3 separate regions of the Mus musculus genome follow, and regions 2 and 3 are each linked to region 1. A link is a contact called in public HiChIP or PLAC-seq and promoter capture Hi-C data. All regions are on one chromosome and are shown on one strand. The core of a region is the stretch at or near the end of the contact, and the rest is flanking DNA. Distances in the headings are between cores, read along the strand shown.

Region 1 (3,327 bases), core at 355-2,854:
GAAGAAAGAAAGAAAGTTTGAGGTTGAAAATTGTTGGGAGCTGACTCTTAGCAGAAACTACTACCATCTCTGCAGCCATCGCGGGCTATTTACTTACAGGTTGGTACTTTTCCACCCTGATGAGAGACTTGTTTTCCTAGCATGATGTTTTTGCAAGCAGCCCACCACAGCTGAACACACTATAATAATATCCTGTTTTTCTCAGACACATCCTGGACTCCCCAGCTTGTGCTTATATACCCTGTCTTGTTTCCATTCTTCGAATCTCTTGCCCCTCCATCCCCACTCTCTCCCTTGCAGACAGACCTGCAGGCCGGTTCAGAAAAGAAAGAGACCACCACTCCAACTATTGTGTCTAGACAAGACAAATTTATGTTTATCAAGAGGGTGTGCTCAGAAGGTTAAAAAGAATCAAATTCCTTGTCCTAAACACAAGTTTTATAGCACTTGGTGGAAAATACTCACATTTGATTATTTCTTACACTTAAGTAGTTGGAAGAAACTTTCTCTGGGACCAGTAGGTTTAGAAGCCTGGTGGTAAGGGCTTGGGCAATTAACATTTGTTGGACAAGGAATTTATCCAGAGGTCATTTTCGGTTTTTTTGAAGGACAGTTTTTTGCCTTGTGGGCCATGGAAGAATTATAACCTCCCTATCATTTCAAAGTTGGAATGCCTTCCCCTGTGTCTCTTTCCCCATCATTCCTTCCTTGCTAAGTGGACAGGGCTCAGAGCAGCAATTCCGAGTGCAGGTGGGGGTGAGTGGCAATGGGAGTCCGAGGCTGGCAACAGAGACCATGGATTGGAAATGAAGCAATGGGTTTGGGACCCAAAGGCCAGGTAGGGTTAGTGTAAGATTTAGGGAGAGGCTTTGAGGATACGAGATATAAAATGCGTGGAAGAAGAGACCAAAGACTCAGAAACAGACTGGCAGGGACAGCAGCGCCCCCGCAGGGCTGACCGCGGGGTGGGCGGGGCATCCCGGGGGCGGGGCTGGGGCCGGGTGACAGTTACATAACTAACCTGTGCTAGCGGCCGCCGAGCGGTTCGGGCGGCGGGGGCGGGGGCGGGGCCGGGGTGGTGCCAAGGCTGCAGCGGGCCGGGCAAGATGGCTGCCGTAGAGGCCGAGACGGGGCTGCTGACCCTGGAGTCGCTGCCCACCGACCCTCTGCTGCTCATCTTATCCTTCGTGGACTACAGGGACCTAATCAAGTAATGGGGCGGTGCTCTCGGCAGGGGTGGGAACGTGGAAGGAGGCAGGGAAGGAGGCCCGGGGTCGCTGGCTGGACGTGGGCTCCCTCCGCAGCAGGGTGACTGCAAGGCGGCCGTTATCCCGCATAGCGCCCCGGGGGGCTGAAGGAGACTCGGGGGAGCGGTCTGGGCATCCAGGTCTTACCCCTGCCCAGGCCTAGGTCCCCGGGAACTTAGCGCCCTCTCCCTCAAGCCTCGGCTAGGCCGGGTTGCGGAAGAGAGAGGTGGCTCCCTGGTCCTGCACCCCGCGGACCCTCGCTGGCCCTTTGGGGCCTGGTCTAGCGCTGTGGAAAGGCCACTGTCTCGGCCCACGCGCATCCCTGTCGCGCCTGGGGTCCCTGATGACCAGAGCCCTCGTGGGCAGGTAGAACGCGCGCGAGAAGGCCTGCGACCTTCTGACTCTGATGCCATCGTGATCGCGGGCAGCATACACTTTGTCTTGTGTCGGCGACTTTTTTGGCTGTCAGTTTCCCTTTTTATGGTGGGTGGTTGGATTTTGGGTTTTGTCACCGACTTCCGGTGAGGCCTTACAGGTGACTGCAGTTACCTTAGGGTTTCCCAGATGACCAGCATTTACTCCAAAAATAAACACCGGGCATGCGAGAATTCTTTCAGAAACCAGGACTGTTTTAGCGTGGAGGGACAAATGGTCCTGCCGTGTGCCCCTTTCTTGTCACCCTCACCCCCTGTGTCAGGATTGTTTACATTCTTGACCGCATAGCCTGGGTTTCTTGTGCTTCCGTATATATTTGTGGAGGCTGCAAAATGGCCCTCTCACATGGGGAAGACACACTTTTGGTTTTTGCTTCATTACTGGAATCTGGGCATCTATGTCCTCTGTTTTTAGGGGCCTTTAAGAGGTACAGATTTCTTGGAGTTACAGGTAGCTAAGTGGTGGCAGAGATATTTCCTGGGTTTTCTGTTATGGCCTCCACTCGTACCTGCTAAGACATTTGTCTTTCCAAAAAACACACTTCCCCCTACTCAGCCTGTACTAACACACAGAAAGTTTTTCTGTAGGAAAGGTTGGCCAGCTCAAATGTATTTCATCTGAAATAGTTTATTGCTATAACTTCTTATTTAGATAGCCTTCTTTCTTTGCTTGCTTGCTGCCAGAGTTACCTTCTAAAGACCAATCTGGCTGTCATTTTTCTTAAAAGCCCATGACATCCCTGTTTACAACACTGGACCCTGAACTTCTGCAGTATTTAAGGCCCTTACCCAATAGCTTATTATCTAAGGCCTTTCAGGCCTCTCCTCCACTATCATATTTTCTCAGCCCATCAGATGGCACAACACTCGCACATGGTTGTGTATGCTCAGTTCCCTGTCCGGAATACTTCACTCTCCTCAGTTTAGCAACCTTACTCTCCCACTATCTTCTCCAACTAGAGTTTGTAGTAATAAAGTGTGCATTGCTAGAGTGTAAAGATATTTATTTTTGTATTCATCTGCTCAGGTTTGTTTGTTTTGTTTTGTTGAATGTCTGCCATGTGCCAGTTAAATGTAGGATTACAGTAGTGAGTTAGAGAGATATGGTCTTTTTTTTGTAGCTTGACTACTATAGACAAGATGGAAAGTCAAACAAGTATGTAATTACAAAAGGGGCCAAGTATTGGGAAGGAATATGTATATTGCATTGGAAAGGAATGTGGAAGACAGGCTGACCAACTCACAGTGGAAGACATGAAGTGTGGCACAGTGCACTTCTGTCCTGGTGAAGGGAACAGTATTGAGAGGCTGATGGGTCTCTTAACAATAGTGTGTCCTGTTTAACTAGAAAAACAAGAAAGCAGGTTTTGCTGAAGGTAGAAATGACTAACAGGCAGGTTGCATGAAGTGTGGCTGATGAGATTGTGTAGCCTCTTGTAAGAAGAGACTTTTAGTTCAGAGCTTCTGGTAGGAATCAGAATTTAAAGCTGAAGTGATATGACCCCTCTGTAAACATTTGTGGAAGCGAGCGGAGCTGAATCCTATTTCGACTACAGACTCACCTGGCATACTGCAGTTTCTTTCTTGCCCATTACAGTCAGTCCAACTTTGCCTAGCATACAACCTGTTGCCAAGCTCTAACAGTT
Region 2 (2,997 bases), core at 379-2,878, 340 kb after region 1:
CTGCACCTCGGCTTCCTTGTTTGTAAAAAAAGGAGAGACTGAGCACACAGCTGATCTTGTAATGAATCACTACGTGTTCATGGTTGGACTAACACCTAATCAGTCCTCACTATATTTCAACCAGTTAAGAAGTCACAGTTACACGTTGGAGAGGCAGCTGCTCTCACTTGGTAGATGGAGAAGTTATCACCCCTCTAACCATGGATGACCAGCACACCATGCCAACAGTCCTGGAAATGGCAGCACTCATTAATGCACACAGCTGGATAAGCGCAAATACATCAGCCTCAACCTACCATAATGCCTTTCCATGCTAACGCTAATGCTGCACAGAAACACCGTTCTTGCCTCCCAGTAGTGGATGGGTATTCCAGCCCACCCTGCCATTATTTATAGCAAGTCTGTAAAACTTCTGATAACTCGGAATTATTAATTAGCAAGATTTCACCAGGTCATTTAGTTTGCAAAACAAGTCTCAAGAACAGTGAATGTAATTCTTCTTATAATTTGTATACATAGCACAGAAGTTATTCATTCAATAACCCAAGAAAACATGTTTCCAATAGTCAATGGACATAGCATTGGTTGAACATATAGTTTTTTTTTCTTCCTATATGCTTCATGTAAGATATTCATAATTTTAAAAAGCCAACATTAGGGGCTGGTGAGATGGCTCAGTGGGTAAGAGCACCCGACTGTTCTTCCGAAGGTCCAGAGTTCAAATCCCAGCAACCACATGGTGGCTCACAGCCTGTAACAAGATCTGACGCCCTCTTCTGGAGTGTCTGAAGACAGCTACAGTGTACTTACATATAATAAAAAAAAAAAAAAAGCCAACATTAACCCATTTAATGGCACCATTTTATTGGCCTTTATTGGCAGTAACAAGGGCTTGGAAACCTTTAACTCTAATGGAAATTAAGTGTTTTGCATTTCAAAAGTTCACTACTGTGACCTTTGAAAATAACTAGAAGCACCACAACACTAACAGAAAGTACTAGACATCCTGTGGTCAGCTGAACTGGAAGACATAGCTGACGTGTGTGTGTGTGTGTGGGGGGGGGGGGGGGTGTCTCCCCGTCAAGAGAGGCTCTGGGAAGCCCAAGTGGAAGATATCCAGAGTACAAGCCTCTGGCTTGGTGCTCAATGACACTTGGCCTGCGAACCCAGGGGAGCCTTATAGAGCTCCTTAATTTGTAAATACACCTGAGTAATGCTGAGATGGCCCCCGAGAACTGCCATTTTCAAAGACATATAATGATAATTAACCTTAATTGTCAACCTAAAAGGATTAAGAAATGCCCGGGAGAACAGTAAACCTCTGGGTGTGTCCGTGAAGGCATCCAGAAACAATCTGATTAAAGGCTTTTTGGGCTAACTCCTGGATGGATTCATACTGTGATGGTATCCTTGGGAGACAGTGAAAGGTAAGAGATGGGGCTAGTTGGAGGAACTGAGGTCTATGGGGCATGTCCTTGGGAACTGTATCCTACAGGGACCCCTTCCTGTGTTCCTCTTTCTCTGCTTCCTAATCTCCATGATGTGAGCAGCAGTCTCTCCTCCACCTGATCCTGCTGTACAGCAGGCCAAACATGGGCGGGATCCTCCAAAGCTATGAGCTACACAAGTGGTTCCTCCTCTAAGTTATTTATGTCAGTCACCTTAGAATGCCTTTAATCCCAGCATTTGGGAGGCAGAGGCAGGCAGATTTCTGAGTTCAAGGCCAGCCTGTCTACAGAGTGAGTTCCAGGACAGCCAGGGTTACACAGAGAAACCCTGTCTCAGAAAAAACAAAACAAAACAAAACAAAACAAAACAAAACAAAAACCAACAACAAACAAACCTTGTCTCAACAAGAAGAAAAGTAACTAATACAAATGTTACAAGGGGCCCTCCTTCTTCATCTAAGAATCCCTGCCACTTGAATTTCATAAAGTCAGAAAGTGAAAATTAAACCTGAAAAATGGCCAAGAAGAAAACAACCGAGCAAGGTTGAGCCATGAATCATGTTTCTAATTTGCAATTGTTGACAAGGATCTCATTTAAAAGAGTAAGTCAAACTCAGCAGTACTATCTTCCTTAGATTCTATCTTTATCGTTTTTAATTGTGTTTTGGGGAGAGGTATGTGCACGTGCACGCAGGTGCCCTCAGGGGCCAGAGGTGTGGCTTATAGGTGGAGTTATAGGTGGTTGTGAGATACCTGCTGTGGGCACTGGAAATCAGACTCTGGTCTTCTAGTCCTTCATGCTTTTAAACACTAAACCATTTCTCTAACCCAGCTCCACTATCTTAAACACCCTTCCATACATTCTCTGATAAGTACACAGTCTAGCCAGACAAGAAAGGCATCTGGGAACCTGTGGACACCTGCCCGTGCAAGTCTGCCCTAAGATTCTGATACAGTTATCTGGTAAGGAACTCATTATTTCCAAAAGCTCTCAAAGTGTCCTAGTGAGTGGCTGGGAATGAGAACCACTATCATTTTCTAAAAGAAAACCAATAAAGTACGGTTAAAACCTCAGACTATAAGGTGCTACTAGAGGTAAATAAAACTAGGCTTATTTAAAAATACTATATTAGGGGCTGAAGAGATGGCTCAGCAGTTAAGAGCACTAACTGCTCTTCCAGAAGTCCTGAGTTCAATTCCCAGCAATCACATGGTGCTCACAACCATCTGTAATGGGATCTGATGCCTTCTTCTGGTGTGCATCAAGATGTGTATTCATCTTATATACATAAAGTAAATAAATAAATCTACTAAAAAAAACCACTTCATTAACTTTGTGTTTCTTATATCACCTCTGTTAGCCTCGATAAAGAGCCTGTGGGCCAGTATTTAAGGACATCACCAGCCTTCCTATCACTCTCTTTGGAAGCCCTTACAGTCTGGCTTGTGCCCCCTCCACTAGAATGTCCCTTTCAAAGCTCACAAAGCATCTTATGTAGCCAAAATCAATCACTTCTCTTCACTTCTCACCTTCTCCTTTGCAATGTTT
Region 3 (2,919 bases), core at 355-2,854, 420 kb after region 1:
TGAGTTGAACACCAGTGTGGACACAGAGAATCCCAGGTCACTTTGAGCTACAGAAACCCAGTCTAAAGAACCCAAACTTTAAAGCTTACGCATTGTAAGAACATCACAAAGTCACTGCAGTGATTAAAATTGTTTCCAATTCCTTTACCAGCTTGGGAAATATACGTTTGTATAAACAGACGTCTGCATACATAAACATCATTTTGTGCATTATACATAGACAAGTCACAAATTAAATTAGTGTATTCAGTGAACAGTCCAACAGAGCCTGAAGGCTCACTTTATAAGTAGTTACACACTGTCAGGAGTCCAATCTAAACCCTACAGCGCCAAAGTTGAGGTCACATGGAAACAAAGTATATCTATATATAAAATGATGTTTCTTTTTCTGCCATGTGTTTTTAGTCAAGTCTATTGATGTTCATTACAAATACTCTGTCTTTCTAAAAACTTGAAATATTGATATAAAACACAGCTTAACACTGAAAATTGGCAAGTTGAAAGGCAATTTTCCTCAGTGAGAACAGACCTCTGAATGGACTGGTAGACTACTGATAGAGTACTGGAAGGGAATGCTTGGAATTCTTCAAATAAGAATGCAGTGAAGTAAGAGTCACTCAGAAAAGATGGCTATTAATGGAACATCTCAGGGGGGGTTGTTCCATTTTTACCTACTTGTTCAAGTCAAATGTTGAGTTACTAGCAAAATAATTCCATCGCTGTTAGGAAAAGGGCTGTCTTGGTTTAGGTTCAGTATGTCCAGTTCTAGAAACAACTATACCTATAATTGCAGGTACCATGGGCTGTCACTATTAAACTCTGAATCTGTGTTGGTGGTATTTTCATCAAGAAGTATTGAGCTATGGATGTAGTTCAACCTTAGAAGGCCTTCCTAGCAAGCATGAGGTCCTGGGGTGCCAGGGTAGGAGTAGAACAGGGAGGAGAACTGGTCAGAAGATGTCTCCCACTAGAGTGATTTTACAAGCAGAAATCTTCATTTCTTTGTGTTAATGAAGTAAGCGTAATGCTGATGTGTTAGGCCTCAGACTTAAGCCCAGGTCTGATCAAGCTCAAGGCAATGATGATTTCTTCAACATAAAAGGCAGGTGTGCTCTATGCTGCTTCATGATAAGAGTGTGTGTGCACCTGCATGCTTTCCTGACTTTGACAGGGTAAAGACAACTGAGATATACAACACCAATTTAAACAAGATAAAAAAATTATTAATCTTTGGGAATATTAAAACCACTCAATTCAGAGGTCTTCTAAGCTAGAGGCAGGTATGGGAAAGGTTTTAAGAACAAACAACAATGACAAAAACCAGACAAGACAGGCACAGTCCTGAGGAGTTCCAAAACAGTCACAGAACTGTGCAACCATTAAAGCACAGTGTTTAGGACAGAGGCATAATGTTCTCAGTAACCAACGTCTTAGCTCTGCTTCATTAACTCTTGTACCTAGCTTAACTTTGAACATCAACCTTCTCTTTCTACATTTATTTTCCCTGAGGAATCACAACAAACTGATCACCTGCATTCTGTAACCTGTACTCAAGAGTCTGACTATGTAGTCCTGGCTAGCCAGCTTCCATTTTGCTCTGCAGTCCAGAGTGGCCTGGAACTCCGAAGTCCATCTGACTCTACCTCCTAAATTCTGGAACTAAAGGTATGGGTCATCCCAACAGCTTTTGTTTATGTACTATATTCTTAGTATTTCTTTTTTATTGCTAAATAGTACCTAGCCCGTTGCATACATTTTAGGTGACCATTTATCAGATGATGGGCAATAAACTGTGTATACTTCTTGGCAATTTTTAAAAAAATGATAGATTGAGTACTAACTTAGCTCAGTGATAGAGCACTTACCTAACATGTGCAAAGTCCAGGTTAGAAGTCCAGCAGAGAAAGAGAAAGGGGGGGGGGCAAACAAAGGGGAAGACATAAGAGAGAGGGGAGAGAAGCAGGGAACGGGGAAGGAGGTGGATCTAAGGTGCCTCAAAGTGAACAAACTGAAAAAGACTTATGTCCTCTAACCACTTCCACCCTCCAGCTTCCCCCATCTTTGGTTTCTCAGTCCCCAAGCCAGGAAGGTCAAATATGCCCCTTCTCTTTCACTTTCCACATCTATTAGCAAATCTCACTAGCTAGCATCAAAATAGATGCAGAACTGACCGACCACATTACTCCACCTTCACCATTACTCCACGACTACACTCTCTAATCCAGATGGACATCTTGTTTGGATTGCACCAACAACTTCTGTTTCAGCTTCTGTCCTTGTTTTCTGCCACATAGCAAGATAGCAGCAAGAGAGGCAACATACACCAGACCACAGCATTCCTCACCCTAGAATCCCCAGGAGAATCCTATCTTAGTGAACAATTCCTCACAGTGGTCCCAAACCTCAGCTACACCAGGATTTCCTGCCATACTCTTAACATGCTGTGAGCAAACTGCATTGGCACAAAAACCTCTTCAAACCTGCTCAAACGATTCCACTTAAGGATACCTGGGAGATTACTCCAAGAAGCAAGACTTGATTGCCTTCTCTTATTTGACTTTCTGCTTAATGATCATTTTATTACAAAGACCCTGTCGCAGTCTTACACAAGTGGAAGACTCTGTGGCGTTTGGCTTTCCGTCTAGATCTTGCTCGGTTGTTCCTTTGTAACACTTTCCAACAACTGATTTCTATATTGGCTCATTGTCTCTTTTCCGCTTGCTCCAGCAGACTAGCATTCTATGAAGGCACAAGACTTGGACTTTTTGTTCCAGTGTTGTGACGCTAGCATCTAAAGAACACTGCCTGGCACATAGCAGGTGCTCTCTATCCAAGCAATGAATTTTAACAAAGCTTTTAGAACTCATGAAACTAGAGGAATTTTTTGGTAGAATCAAATATATAAGTTCAACAGGTAGC

What was found. Promoter capture Hi-C pulls out the DNA fragments that hold promoters and counts their contacts. HiChIP or PLAC-seq counts read pairs in DNA pulled down with a chosen protein or histone mark.
Region 2: an H3K27ac HiChIP or PLAC-seq map of embryonic stem cells shows a contact between it and region 1, with 6 read pairs. The contact joins the enhancer-like site here to the promoter of 4931422A03Rik in region 1. A contact is called at or near these places in 4 of 39 promoter capture datasets (embryonic stem cells, hippocampal neurons, second pharyngeal arch cranial neural crest and 1 more), 1 of 484 Hi-C or Micro-C datasets (embryonic stem cells), 5 of 115 datasets of contacts at active chromatin or transcription factors (all in embryonic stem cells) and 1 of 9 other capture datasets (embryonic stem cells).
Region 3: a promoter capture Hi-C map of liver shows a contact between it and region 1, with 3 times the contacts expected there. The contact joins the enhancer-like site here to the promoter of 4931422A03Rik in region 1. A contact is called at or near these places in 11 of 39 promoter capture datasets (the 3T3-L1 cell line, the C10 cell line, cranial neural crest and 5 more), 22 of 484 Hi-C or Micro-C datasets (the C2C12 cell line, LSK cells, the N1E-115 cell line and 18 more), 2 of 115 datasets of contacts at active chromatin or transcription factors (bone marrow-derived macrophages and epiblast stem cells) and 3 of 9 other capture datasets (embryonic stem cells, liver and macrophages).

The regions. Positions count from the first base shown.
Region 1 is chr2:104,026,757-104,030,083 of GRCm38.p6, forward strand. It overlaps 4931422A03Rik (RIKEN cDNA 4931422A03 gene), which reads right to left and starts at 1,605. Exons shown (of 5, transcript NM_175161.3): 1 at 1,022-1,605; 2 at 466-531. The coding sequence starts at 467. Fbxo3 (F-box protein 3) reads left to right here and starts at 1,043. Exons shown (of 11, transcript NM_212433.1): 1 at 1,043-1,210. The coding sequence starts at 1,107.
Region 2 is chr2:104,370,938-104,373,934 of GRCm38.p6, forward strand. The region is part of intron 1 of D430041D05Rik (RIKEN cDNA D430041D05 gene); the gene reads right to left. Among named protein-coding and RNA genes, the nearest start is that of D430041D05Rik, 38 kb to the right of the region's middle. Within about 2 kb of position 1,629, at least 6 of the 459 cell types and tissues checked have an H3K27ac peak or open chromatin away from gene starts, as enhancers often do. A contact at or near this core is called in embryonic stem cells, where this site is marked.
Region 3 is chr2:104,448,802-104,451,720 of GRCm38.p6, forward strand. The region is part of intron 2 of Hipk3 (homeodomain interacting protein kinase 3); the gene reads right to left. Among named protein-coding and RNA genes, the nearest start is that of Mir1902, 21 kb to the left of the region's middle. Within about 2 kb of position 1,605, at least 30 of the 459 cell types and tissues checked have an H3K27ac peak or open chromatin away from gene starts, as enhancers often do. A contact at or near this core is called in cardiomyocytes and liver, where this site is marked.